Linked DNA regions of Hordeum vulgare: region 2 is linked to region 1. A link is a contact called in public Hi-C data. All regions are on one chromosome and are shown on one strand. The core of a region is the stretch at or near the end of the contact, and the rest is flanking DNA. Distances in the headings are between cores, read along the strand shown. Region 1 has its middle 180 kb from the start of LOC123442124. Region 2 has its middle 27 kb from the start of LOC123442134.

Region 1 (6,906 bases), core at 1,513-4,012:
GTTTCTTTTTATTTTCTTTGTTTTGCATCCGCCTAGTCAAAGCTTTGGTCTTATATGACTTCGCTCTTTGTCGGCGTGATCTTTTGTGTGTGTGTATTGTGTTGGTTGTATGCATCCTACATATATCTTTTGTGTTGGTTGTATGCATCCTAGTTGGTTGTGCAGAAGCCGGATATGTACTCATTATGTTTGTATCCCTCGATGCTACGCTATGAGTCAATAAAAACACCCTTTATCGATAAAAAATACTACATATATTCCTACAACACGCCGTGAGGCTCAAACAATTTTTATACAAAAACATTTCTCTAATATAATTTGGTTTTTGCTTTTTGTTGACCCTAAGAGTGAATCTATATTGGTCTAGTTCTTTTGTGTGTGTGTGTGTGTTGTGACCATTATATAACTCATTTTCAATTAATGGACAAGACAAATCGCATGCATCCATTAAAAATCACTTGTAAAAGTTAAAAAGAGAAAAATGTTTTGTATAGAGCTCTCTTCTTTGTTAGATCGAGAATTACAAGTTTTCAGTAAAACATCTACTCCCTCCTTTCGATAATATAAGAGTGTTTTTGACACTGGAGTAGTGTTAAAAATTCTCTTATATTATCAAACCGAGGGGGTAAGTTATAAGACATGTACAACATGCAAGGTGTTTAGACATGTGCTTGTGAAAATGAACCAGGCTTTTCTTATTCACCTATGCTTATTTATGTAAGAGCATTTACAACTAGATCTGTTATACCCGTCTCAAATGTCTAGAAAGATCGTTCGGTTAGTGACCGGTCACAAAAATACGACCCAACCAAACCCTTCATATCTGTCTCAAACACACGGACTGACCAGCACCCCTCATATACATCTCAAATATGAAGATGATATGAGGGTTCGCAGACGCGTCCGGACACGCCATGTCAGTCCGTCACGTAGGACGCGACCCGATCCTGAAGCACATTTCTCTTTTTTTATTCATTCTTTTTTTTCTCTTTCTTCTTCTCCATGAATCACCTGTAAATAACACATATAAAAAAAATATATGAAAAATATGGCTACGTGAACGAAAAAGTAGGGGCTAAAACGGACTCATCGGGTCACTGACCGGTTAGTCCGGTTGCAAATCCTCTAACACAACTACACAAGCACTTGCTTAGACACCACTGCAGCAGAAACAAGCACTATTCACAAGCATTTCTCTAAACACCTTGCATCGTACATTGTCTAAGAGAGACCATCTAGAAGAGGCCAAGGCTAGTAGTAACTGACCGTACAGCTGGAACCCTAGAATGGACGTGTGCCGTTTTTGTAACTGTATTTTGCCAAAAAGTGGTAATTTTTACAACCATAGATGGGACTTAAATAATAATTTGTCGTCCATAATTACCTACGGATTTAATCAGCCATATATACAAATGCTTCTCAAAAACTTGGCAGCTTAGCAATAGCAAGTTAGCAACATGGACTGACGGACAGGATACGGACGGACGGCATTGGGAAAATGTACGGTGATCAATCTGCTGCCATGGCCTTGATGAAACCAACCCGTTCGCGTTTTGCTATATCCTCAAACCAAACACATCCTTGCTGCACATGTACGTACGCTGAATATTTTTGCACTATCCAAGTTGGAGAATTATGACAGTGCTTACTCCTTCCTAGTAAGCTATTTTTTCTGCCGTTTGACACCTGCAACCATGTCATGCAAGTTCAAAGCACGACGGTGAATGCTCTGTTAAAATCGGTGTATACACTATCGCATCAATTTTTGTGAAATCCCACTAAACTCAAGCAAGGCGAAGAAAATTTCTACTTATTGTACAAGGTTCTGTACAAAAGAATCAAACTTGTGGGTGACTGTCATAGCTTGCCAAGGGATATTTTAAAATATTGTCAGTCAACCCTACGTTCAAAATACCGTTGAATAACAGTGACATCCAATTCTATGTTTAGAACTTTTTTTAGTTGAACCCACGTACTGCATCAATGTAAGAGTCAAGGGACCATTCTTCTTCGAATAAAAGTATTTTCGGTGGCCTGAAACTCTGAATGGACATCTGACATTACACCGTACACCACGCATATTATAGCTATAGCTACCACATTGATCCAAGATCTCAGCCAGCAGTAGTAATGTATAGCAGCACTAGACACCAGAAACTTACGAGTCTTGGATCCGCAGACGAGCAGGGCGATGCAGGCCATGATGATGTAGAGCTTCCCCTTCTGCTGCTGCGCCGCGCTCTGCATCTTCCGCAGCTTCTTCCGGCCCATGGGAGAGAGGGAGCTCAGAGCCTCACACCCTCTGCTTGCCTAGTCACTTGGAAGTTCAGAACCCACGTACGTGAGGCTGCGAACACAACACAGCGGTTATAAAGAGCCTGCTCGCCCTGCCGGGACGCGCCTGACGGGGACATGGCCGGTGCTGCTGCATATGGAAAGAAACATCTGGAGCTGGACATGCGATGTTGACCGTTGGAAATTAAAATAACCATGGTATCGGTATGCATGCCAAACTTGGGGTGTCATGTGGGAATCTCCCCAGCAAGGAATGTTAGTTACAAGCAGCACTTCGTTATACTATGAAACCAACATGGCAGAAGCAATCCCGTACCTGAATTAACACGTCACTGGTCGGCGATCTCCCGTGGGGGACCACTCGAAGCTGTTTGTTGATCGCGACGAGACAGCTGGAGGTTGCTCGCGTGGCGACGTCGCGCGGCCGGGGGCTTGGGCGACACAGGGAACGCCGACGTTGCGCGCCCAGCGACCATAAGCGACACAGTAAACGGCGACGTTGCGCGCCTTAGGACCATAGGCGACACAGGACTCGCCAGTATGCTCCTGCTGCCGATCCTTCCCAGGCGCAAGCTTGTTGCTTGTCTCTTCTCGCTAGATTTTTCTGTGAACTCCCTGCGCTGTGTATACCTCTTTCGCAGAAAGAAAGAAATGAAAGAAAATAAAATGACTCAGAGATGTGCGTGGAGTCATCTCGCCCGTTCGGCTACAACCATGTTAGCGTATTTCCAACGGCAACCCTTAATTTTTTTCCCATCCGTTCCCACACGGGGATCAATCCACATACACGGATGCGGATAAACGACATTCAACACTAGTCACATGCATCCAGCCTTGCTCATTTTTTTCTCAAGTCCGCACTATCAAATAGCCACATACAAAGGATACAATCATTTAAATAGCCGCATGCAACACTAATTCAAATTTTAAAAAGTTCAAATATTACGACTCCAACATTGTTATTCCTTTTCACTGCCCATTGATACTCACTCAGATCTTTCTTCAGCTGCTTGTGAGTTGGCCGCTCTTCAAATATGGCTGGATTATGTTCCGGAAGTTGGATATGATCAACCATGTTCTCAAATTCCAAAGTTAAGGCAGCATCGTCATCCACATCCTCGACGATGATGTTATGCATGATCACACTACATGTCATCACCTCCCGTAAGGTCCTTGTAACACTCAAGATTTTTTTAATTTTTATTTCCTTGATTTACTTGAATTTTTAAATTTTTGGCTTGACAAACAAAACTTGAAGCTCTCTTGCTAACCTTCTTGAGAAAACCTTTAGAAACTTCCTTTTCCACCAAACAAGTTTTAGAGATATTCTTTTGGCCCTTTCTCAAAATGAATTGGTTAAGAGAATATTCTTTCTTTTGCAAAATTGGAAATCTTTCCATAAATCTTCTATTATTTCTTTCAAAAAGATTTACTCACCACCTTGTGTTTTAAATCTTTTTACACCTTCCCTAGCCCTAAAGTTTTATTTTGAATGTTTTCCAAAACTTTAGAAGGGATGGATCACCCTTAATTATTTTATTTGAATAAAAGGGATTTTCTGTAATCGGTTTGAACCCCTGCCATTTTGCAAAGGAACCCCTTTGTTCCTTTGGAGTCTTGACCCCAAACTCTTGCAGTTTGAAGCCCTTAGTGTCTTATCTCATTTCCACCAGAAACCTTGAGCTGCCAAGTTCAAAAATTTCAAATTTTGTTTGACTAAAGTTTGACCACAGAGACTTATTTTTCTCTACGAACGTGTCTCAAACTTCTCGAAAAATTCTGAAAAATTCCGGAGTGCCTTTTCTTCCAATGAGAGTGCTCCCAACAAATTTTCAGCTCCAAATTCATCCAGCAGCTATCTTCTTCAAATCGTCTAGCACCTTACCTGCACTCTGACTGTGTTTGTCTGAATTTAAATTAGACCAACTTCAGTCAGAGCCGCAGCTCTCTCCCCCTCATCAATCTCACTAGTGTCGTCACCTTAGCCATCGATCCTGTGCGTCGAGCTTATCCCCTACGTCGCTCATAGCCTTGGACGCTTCTCCCCGTCGGTGGCTAGCTGACAGAGCCGGCCAAGCTCCGACAGCGGCTCTGCAACAGCCACAGCATCTCCCTGATGCAGCCGCGCGCCGCCCGGCACCGTCCATTGCCTCAGCAGCCTCTGTGTGTTCCCCATCGACAGTGCACGCCGCGAAGACCGTCGCCACGACCCGAGCTGCTCAGAGCACGGTTTCTGCAACCGAAAGCTCAGCAATGGCCGCGTCGTCGCCTTGTTGTCTCAGTCGATGACCAGCTCCCCTCTGGTCAAAAATGAGACCCCAGTGGTGGTTAGGTTTGATCCACGCCACCTAATCGCCTGCCCGAGCCTCTGCTTCACCGAAATTAATGTCGAAGATCCTCCCGTGGCGCCTATAAAAAGAGCCCCTTCCCCGAGCTTCGGAACCCATCTCTCACCTCTCCACACTCCACCTTCACTCCCCTGCACCAGCCGATCCAGGAGGAGGCCTGTCATGGTTTTCTCATGGCAGATGTCCTCATGAAAGGACTTAATGAAGGAGCCATCGCACCTTGGTGGCGACTCAAAGGGGGTGAGCGATAGCGAGACTCGGATTTACCCAGATTCGGCCCCTCATGTGGAGGCAAAATCCTACGTCATGCTTTGTGTAGATTGATGATGGTTTTGATTACAAGGAGGGCGTAACTCGCCTGACCTAGCTCTCGATGATTTCTAACTTCCCCTATCCTCCCGGGGACTCTCCTTTATATACAGGTCGAGGCCCTAGGATTTACAAGAGTCCTAGCAACGCTATAGATCGTGGTTTGCTTTATCTCTAAGTCGCCGTGCTTTCCAAAACTAGAAACCTCCTTGGCGGTCTATCCTCTGTATATCTCCTGAACCGCCATCCGGCTCCTGGGCCACTTGGGCCAAGGCTTGTATCGCCAATAGATGAGTCGCCCCTTTAGTGACCCGGCCCAGTTAGGGCGGGTTACACGCAGGTAATATCCCCAACATTAGGCCCTAGATTGTCTTGAATTTATTCACGCCAATAAACTTCCACTCATTTTGGGGCGACTTGTATTACTCCTATCCTTTGATGAATGATAAGCCGCAATCCGTCATGAATTATTTGAGCCGCCAAGCAGTTTTCGATGACATCACCTTATCCCTTCATTTTCGGGGCTTAATGACGTAACCACCCAACGGATCTCTTGCATCGCCATTTATTTACCCCAAAAATCCAGGCGCCATCATTGCAAATTTTCAGTTTGTCACCTCTATTCCCGCGCCTGCCGCCTCAATTACAGCACCTGGCCGTTAAATATCTGAGGGGGGAGTGGGGGCACCGTCACCTACCCCCGCTTTGGCTCCTTCATCGCCCTTCGTATTCCTCGCGACAGCGCCCGTGTCTCATCGCCATTCCCGAAGCTTCGCCGCCAGCCATCTCAGCCCGGACGTCCGGAGGCCGACCGGAGGAGCAAGATCCGTCGCGAACCTTCCGCATCTTCTTCCGGGAATCATCCTCCTTTCTCAGGTAAGCTTCTTTCCCCATTAGGGTTAGACCTTGCTGCCATGTTCGTCTAAGTTCATCCCGGAATGCAACGATGACCCCTTCTCATTCTCGATCCATCAACTATACTTCCGATAGATCCTTCGTAGTAGTAGAATACAGTAGCACCGCCGTATTTGTTGGTCATTTGGATGTATTTACTGCATAGATTCATGAGACACCCTTATCACTCTCGGGCGTTCGTAGTCTTTGCAGCCTCGTTTTGAGTATTATTTCCTTAATTTGATCCACCCGTAGATCCGTATTTCATTGCTTGTTTTTAGAAACTTGTTTATCCCACTCCGGGAATATCCTAAGGAAAGAATCCTTTTTGAGTCGCCACTCGCCACCCTCAACCACAGCGAGTTAGAACATTGCCAAAGCTACACCCTTAATCACCGAAGGGCGAGTCATAACGCCTTCGTAGACATTCCATAAGTTGCTTCAACTAGCGAGTTAGAATATCCTCATATTCAGGTCTCTTTTCTTGGTCACCTAATGGCGAGTCATAAGGCCCTTACAAACATATTGTAGATCTCCAACTAGCGAGTTAGCACGTCTTATGGTCCTTAACAAGCCGCCCTGTTCTTTTTTGTAGTCATGGGTAGCATCTCAAAATGCGATTGGCTACCAACCAAGATTAATGACACCTTCGTTGAGAAATTTGTCAAGTCGGGTCATCTGGATAACAAGGAAGTCACTGGTTGGCGGACCGCCCCAGGCGAGCTGATTCCCAATCCTGTCGAGGGGTAAGTAGTTATTTTCATTGATCATCTTGAACGAGGCTTCAAGCCGCCCGGATCAAAGTTCTTTAGAGACGCTCTGCATTTCCTCAACGTTCACCCTCAAGACGTGGGACCCAATTCCATCAGTAATCTCTGTCAGTTCCAAGTTTTTTGCGAAGCATATTTGCAGAAAGAGCCCACAGTTCCATCATTTTGGAACTTCTTCCATCTGAACCGCCAGACCGATTTTGTAACCGACCCAACTAGGAACTTGGGGGGGGGGGTCAACATCCAGCGGCGCAGTGAACGCGGGTTCCCGTCTGTTCTCCTGCCCAGCC
Region 2 (6,906 bases), core at 1,951-4,450, 230 kb before region 1:
ATCTGGATGGATCATGATGGGATCGTGGGACTGATCGTGATGAGATCGCAGGATGGGCTGCGATTTGGATCGCGAAGATGTTCCACTACATCAACCGCGTTATATACGCTTCCGCTTAGCGATCTACAAGGGTATGTAGATTCACTCTCCCCTCTCGTAGATGATCATCACCATGGATATGTATTGCATGTGCGTAGGAAAAGTTTTGTTTCCCACGCAACGTTCCCCAACATGCCAGAGCCAGCAATGGTGATGCAAGGCCCACAGGCTAGGACAACAGGGAGGTGTTCCTCAGAGCCTTCAAAATAGTCAACCAATACGACGAGACGAGGCAAGGCATGGACCGGTACGTGAAGAAGCAGGTTGCAGCGAACGTAGTCCAGCAGGAGAATGAGTGCTAGGAGATGAACATGTTGGGCTTGGTCTATCACAAAGAAAATATCCAATGGACCTTTCTAGCATGCCAGAAGTGAGGTGCAACCCAATAATCCTACCTGAAAGTTCATGCAGAGTTGAGCTCGGTTTTGGTGGCCCAGGTCGGGAGGTCTTGTCAAGTGTAGTTTTGCCAAACTTGGTCACTGCAATGCCGGGAGGCAGGAATGGTAAGGTAACGCCGGTGCCCGTGAAGGAGGAAAGGACACCACCACGTACAACCGAACGTCTACGACTGGTGTTACACCCATATCCGGAGGAAACTTTTCGGACAATTGACCCGCTAAAAGTGAAAGGGAGTAAGCGACAGTGTCTAGCAAGCGCCGAGGAACCGACGAAATTTGTAGACGCAAATACGAAAGAGTGTTGCCGTCATGCTATGGAAGAGGAGTTGAGGTCGATCAACGACAAGAAAGCATGCGGGCTCGTCGATCTTTCCAACGACCATAAAGCCATAGAGATCAAGTGACATTTTAAGATCAAGGAAGATGTCGAAGGGTGTGTGAAGCACACAACGAAGCAAGTAGTCAAAGAGTACATACAAGAGGAAGGTGTGGATTTCGAAGAAGTGTTTGTTCACGTTGCAAAGATGGAATCAGTGAGATTACTCATTGCTCTCGCGACTCAAGAATCATGGAGGATACATCACATGGATGTAAAATACACTTTTTTGAATAGTGAGATAGAAGGAGATGTGTATGTGAATCAACCACCGAGCTTCATCAAAGAGGAAGAAGGACACGAGGTATTGAAGCTACACAAAGTTTTGTATGGGCGACAACAAGACCTTCAGGCGTGGAACATAAAACTTGATCAGACTATGATTTCTCTTGGATTTGAGAAAGCCCCACCGGAGCATGCAATGTACAAGAGAGGTGAAGGAAGGGATTGTCTACTAGTTGGCATCTATGAGACGATCTATTGATTACTGGAGCAGATGAAGAGGTGATTGCAAAGTTCAAGATACAAATGAAGGAGCTTTTCAAGATGGATGATCAAGGTCTTTTGAGTTGCTACCTCGGGCCAGAGGTACATCAAAAGCCGGAAGGATCATACTATGCCAGGAGGCATATGCAAGGAAGGTACTTGAAAATTGTGACATGAAAGATTGCAATCCAATTGATGCTTCAATGGAACCTCGTCTTGAGCGGAGCAGGAAGGAGATGGTGAAACTACTCGGCTACAATGATAGTGACAAGGAAGGAATTGTTCACGGTCGTAAGAGTACCTCGAACGTGGCATATTTCCTTGGTAGAAGCGTAGTAAGCTGGCTATCACAAAAGCAGAAAGTGGTGACATCGACTTCAAGTAAAGTAGAGTGTCAAAGTGTGTGGCTAGGAAGACTACATGATGATCTCATGTATCGAGATTCGAAACAAATGGTGCTCAATGTTGACAACGAGTCTATACTTTTTCCACGCGAGGATCTAGTGCGGCGTGAATGGAGCAAGCACATTGATACGATGTATCACTACATAAAGGACTGCATGGAAGAAGAGAAGACGGAGATCAACTATAATCGCACCGATGACCATCTAACGGACATCCTAACCAAGGCTTTGGATCGGGAGAAGATCATAGAGATACGAAGAAGGATTGGCGTCAAGCTGTAATGTAATGACGTCGTGTTTAAGGGGGTGATTGTTAGAAATAACCATGACCTGATACATGTCCGACTCATGCACGTAGAATCACCTATAGCTGTAGGTCTAAAGTATGTATCCGAGTAGGATAGCTTACACGCTCCTAGCTGCTATGTATATGTAGTATACCCCTTTAATCAAATTAGACCGCAAAGTAACACAAAAGTACAGGACCGACATGGTCATGTTGCCATCAACGTGCCTCGTGTGTTTTCTCGCGTGAGTTACTACCGACGACTTGATCTGTGCTAACCACGTACCCGATAATCCATCCACCAGGGTGCTTGCCTGCTTGTTTACTATTGTACGTGTGCGTCTTCATTGAAGCAATCGGAGGTAATCGGCTGCAGCTTGTGCGCGCAGTTTGTCAGAAAAAACTCGACATCTGTGTCACCAAGATTTGGGATCTGTACCAACAACCTAGCTATTTTTCATTGTCTTCGTTCTTCATCCTGACGTGCAACTCATGCAAAGATGCAAATGGTCAATAAATTAATAGCAGAAATAATTTGTATCTATGGTGGTAGGTACACATGGCCTCAATTTTTATCTTTAAATAATTTAATAAATTATTTTAAAATATGAAAAATAACGTGATTTTGGATCAGCCATGCAAGCAAACATGCAATTATGCCAAAAAGGCAAGGAAAGAAGACCGAGAGAAGTGAGAAATGCCTTTTATGTCCAATGAAAAAACATTTATGTCAAAAAGATAACAAAAAACAAATAAAAATAAAAAAAGTCATTCATATACAATAAAAATGCACGTGTGCCAATATCATTAAAATCGACACCTCGTATATAAAAAAACACAAATACTAAAAGATGTGTAGGTACCATCATACATAAGAAATCGCCTTCCGAATTAATAGTACTAAAGCTGCATGCATGCAGTGGCAATGAAATCTCTTTATTTCTTTTCGACAAGCTTTACATCAGTCGTTTGGCCAGATAAGTTTTCACGTGATCGATCGGGTTTATTGTTCCTGTCAGCTCAACTTTTTTGTTTCCACAGAAAACTCAACCTTTTTGTTCATATGATTGGTCTGCGGAGTGTAGCTAGGATGCATGCAGCTCTTTCAATGCAGTTCTTTCTTTGTCGCTAGTTAATGACTATGATATATACTCCAATTATGCCACCGGTACGAATTATACGTTGTGTTGTCACATCTCACTTGAGGGTTGCTATCACTTCGATCTATGCACTTGATTGCTTATTCTCTTTCTCTCCGTTTCCTCAAGTGAACATGGATGTTGGCCGGCCATTAACTGTCCTTGTACTAATTCACCCAATTTCTCTATTCTTAATACTCCCTCCGTCTCGGTGCATTAGCCATATTAGAAGGTGCACTGCAACCTAGGCACGTAGAGATTGGGTAGGAGAAGAAATTAAATTGTAAAGGAAGCCAATCACACTACTCAGTGCATTAGGCATATTAGAGTATTCATTTCTTAACTAAAAACATCCTATTAATTAGAAAACATCTTCAAATCCAAAAAACATGACACATAAATTGCATGCATTGGTCCTTCAATTAATAGATGGAGTCTAATTAATATACATGCAACTAGTACTATTATAATGTGTCTTAGGGTTTTAGGATTATTTGATTTTCATAAGATGCCTAATGCACCGAGACAGAGAAAGTAGTTGTGACCAAGTATAATTTTCTAAGCATGCAATAGCAAGGTGCTGATTTCATTTATAGAGTAGTATTAAGGAAGGGAGGAATTTATTACAGAGATACATGAGCGTAACAAGAAAATATAGCCCATGCAGCCGACGGCGGCATGCACTAGGTGGCTTCCATCTTACATCAGCACCTACGCATGCCAATCATGAGTTACAGATTTTTGCATTAATTTACTTATGCAACCATGCCACATTAGCAAATCATGCATGCCACTCAGAAATTATATGGTTTGAATTAAGTTTATGTTGTCATAGATGTTATGTGTGTGTGAGATGCTTGGAGCACATCTACGTACTCCATGATTCATATTTATGTTTGCAAATGACATTCAATAACTACAAGCCAACAATTTCTCATTTTTGTACATCATTTGGCACATGATTCATATGTTCTACGGGTTAAAAGAATGTAAATTAAGAATACTCTTAGATTTTCTTTTGCATTAGTTTTAGTTATTTTAAACACATATTTATACATTTATTTTAAAAAGTTTTTGCAGCAACGTGTCAGATATATTGTCTAGTACTCTCTCCGTCATGGTTTAGAAGGCACGCTTGGAAAATCTCTGGGACCAAGGTAGTCATCGATTGGTTGTGACATGTAGCATGTGTACATGCTAATGCGCCTAATCAACTGAGAAAATAATAGTACTAATGCGTGGCCAATAAATTGGGAGGACGCATGCATGAGTAGTACTAGTACTAATTAATAGGAGTAATTGTTTTCGCGCCTTAAACCTTGTCCTATTTTGGAAACGCACGCAAGTTTAACTGTGGCTTCTAAATCGTGACTGAGGGAGTATAATCTAAAATTAATGTCTTTTGTCTGGATATGGAGTAAGGGAAATCATATAATCCAAACGGTCTCAACCATCTCTAATGTAATCGGATTCAATGCCTCACAAATTAAATTGATTTCATCTAAATTACGTAATAATTATATAGTAATAAAGAGCCAGATATTAAAAATATTGTATACCGCTGCATATGTGTTTGATCGCAATGCAAATCATTTTACACATTGCATTCACTCTTAATCATCAATTTCTATGCAAATATATTACTTCCAATAAAACTTGCAATGTGACACTCTTAATCATCAATTTATATGAAAATATATCACTCCCAATAAAACATGTATGCATTATGGATGGGCATTTCAATAGATCTATAATAATAAAATTAGTCGTGTGGATGACACTATATTTTCCTATAGAAGTTAAAATTATTCTCGCTCGCACATATTTCTAAGTGACTAATTGTGACTATGAAAAGTAATGTTTAACACATAGGGTAATAATACTCGGTAACAGTATTATGGTTTGCCCGAAATTGTCCAGTTTCATTGTGGGCCCCTCCCCTACCCCTTTCCTTATTAAACAATGTCTAATGACTTTACCAGGCTCCTAAGATTTTTTTTTTACCATTTAATTGCTTATAGCTACAAGTCTGGCCATTGAGATCATTTCCTTGATGGTCGACAGGGTGATACTCTAACTAATTTCCGCACATAAATAATAAGTGTATTTTTTTTATCTTGATGTTAGTTATTAGTACAATTTCCAAAAATGTGTATGACCATTGTTATTGCACTTGCTGCCCCTTTATATAAGGCAACCTCTTGTCGCCCCATGTGGAGGTAATCCTAACCACACACACACTGATGAAATGATTCATCGCAGGGCATGAACAATGGGCGGATGCCAGCATTAGCTTAATGATGGCATATATGATAAATTTTGACTTGTAAGAGGGAGAGAAATAATCAAAAAAGGTTGTTTGACTTCTCTTCACCAAGGGATGATCTCTTGGCACTGAAGAGAAGACAAATTTCTCCATTTTACCGGAGATCATCTCTTGTAACATATATTTTCTAATTATATTTAACCACTATTCAATTTTGGTCAAACACAACATAAATATTAGTTGGTATAGATAACAACTATAGCCGATACCAAGTTTACTTTATCATATCCAGACAACATGGATGTTAGGAAAGGCTATCTTCCCAACATCTCTACATGCCCTTATCATCTCGATTCGCTACCAGGATGAAGATCTGCATTGTAACCCTAATTTCCATGTACACAGCCGCTCGATCTGATTAGTTTTAATCTAGAATACTATGATGTTACAAACAAGGTTTGATGTTACCATCGACGTGGATAATTATTTACTACTCCGATGCATAAGACGTTGATTATTAGAGTGTGCACAACCTTTTCTTTTTCAGATTGTGCCCCGCTTCTTGAATTAAGGAAATCTTGCCCCTCGTGAGTTGTGTCACACCAAATTAAGTTCACTTTAAATCTTAAGCTCACGTGAAAAATTCCAATATTTTAAGCACAACTCATACCTGGACAAAAATAAGCTATTTAAGTAAGCATCATATGATTAGCTAATATTAAGATGTTGATGGTAGTGTTATGATCTTATGTTATGCTTGTAGCTCCAATGATTAGTTGATGTCTACTGGGCTAGTTGTACTCCCAAGTCCCAACCAAGTAGGGATCAAACCACATATATATTTGATGATCTCCATGTATATTAAGGTAGACTATTCTTTTGGTGGGAGGCGGTGTTCCTGTTGATAGCAAGGCATCAACGTTGGCTTCGTCAATCTTGAGCCCATCAACTTTGATCTTTAGCTAATAATGTGTGAGTGTTGTAGCGTGCGTCTAGGTTGTATTTTTTTGGTGGGGATGTTTTTTTATTGCGTCCAAGTTGTACTAGGTGTTTTCCGAAACAAATCATATGTTGTGTTTGAAGTATCAATGCTATAGTTCATGCACTGGATTCAATATTTTCGGTCTGTGTGACATTAGTGGCCGGCTTCATCAAACTGTTTAAAAGTCAATCACAGATCAAATTAACCTGACCCCCTATACTGTATGTGCGGACTTGATTCATTAGCCAATCCCTCCTTCCAAAAATCTAAGGCTCCCTCGAATATTGAGGATAACTAACTTTGACCATGCTATTGACTAGCATAATATGATGTATATGCCACAAAATATATACTATTGAAAAATAATATGAATCTAATGGTTTATTTTTTGTCGCATCTAATTCATAATTTGCTAGTCAAATTCGTGTTTAAAGTTTGGCCCAAATTTGCAGAGGCCTTAACATATTTGG

The links. A called contact is a pair of places that touch in the nucleus more often than the background predicts.
Region 2: a contact with region 1 is called in a Hi-C map of leaf, with 6 times the contacts expected there. The contact joins two enhancer-like sites. A contact is called at or near these places in 3 of 6 Hi-C or Micro-C datasets (leaf and seedling).

What each region holds. Positions count from the first base shown.
Region 1 is chr1H:422,044,462-422,051,367 of MorexV3_pseudomolecules_assembly, reverse strand. No RefSeq gene overlaps it. Among protein-coding and RNA genes, the nearest start is that of LOC123442124, 180 kb to the right of the region's middle. Within about 2 kb of position 2,762, at least 2 of the 3 cell types and tissues checked have open chromatin away from gene starts, as enhancers often do. A contact at or near this core is called in leaf, where this site is marked.
Region 2 is chr1H:422,273,200-422,280,105 of MorexV3_pseudomolecules_assembly, reverse strand. No RefSeq gene overlaps it. Among protein-coding and RNA genes, the nearest start is that of LOC123442134, 27 kb to the left of the region's middle. Within about 2 kb of position 3,200, at least 1 of the 3 cell types and tissues checked has open chromatin away from gene starts, as enhancers often do. A contact at or near this core is called in leaf, where this site is marked.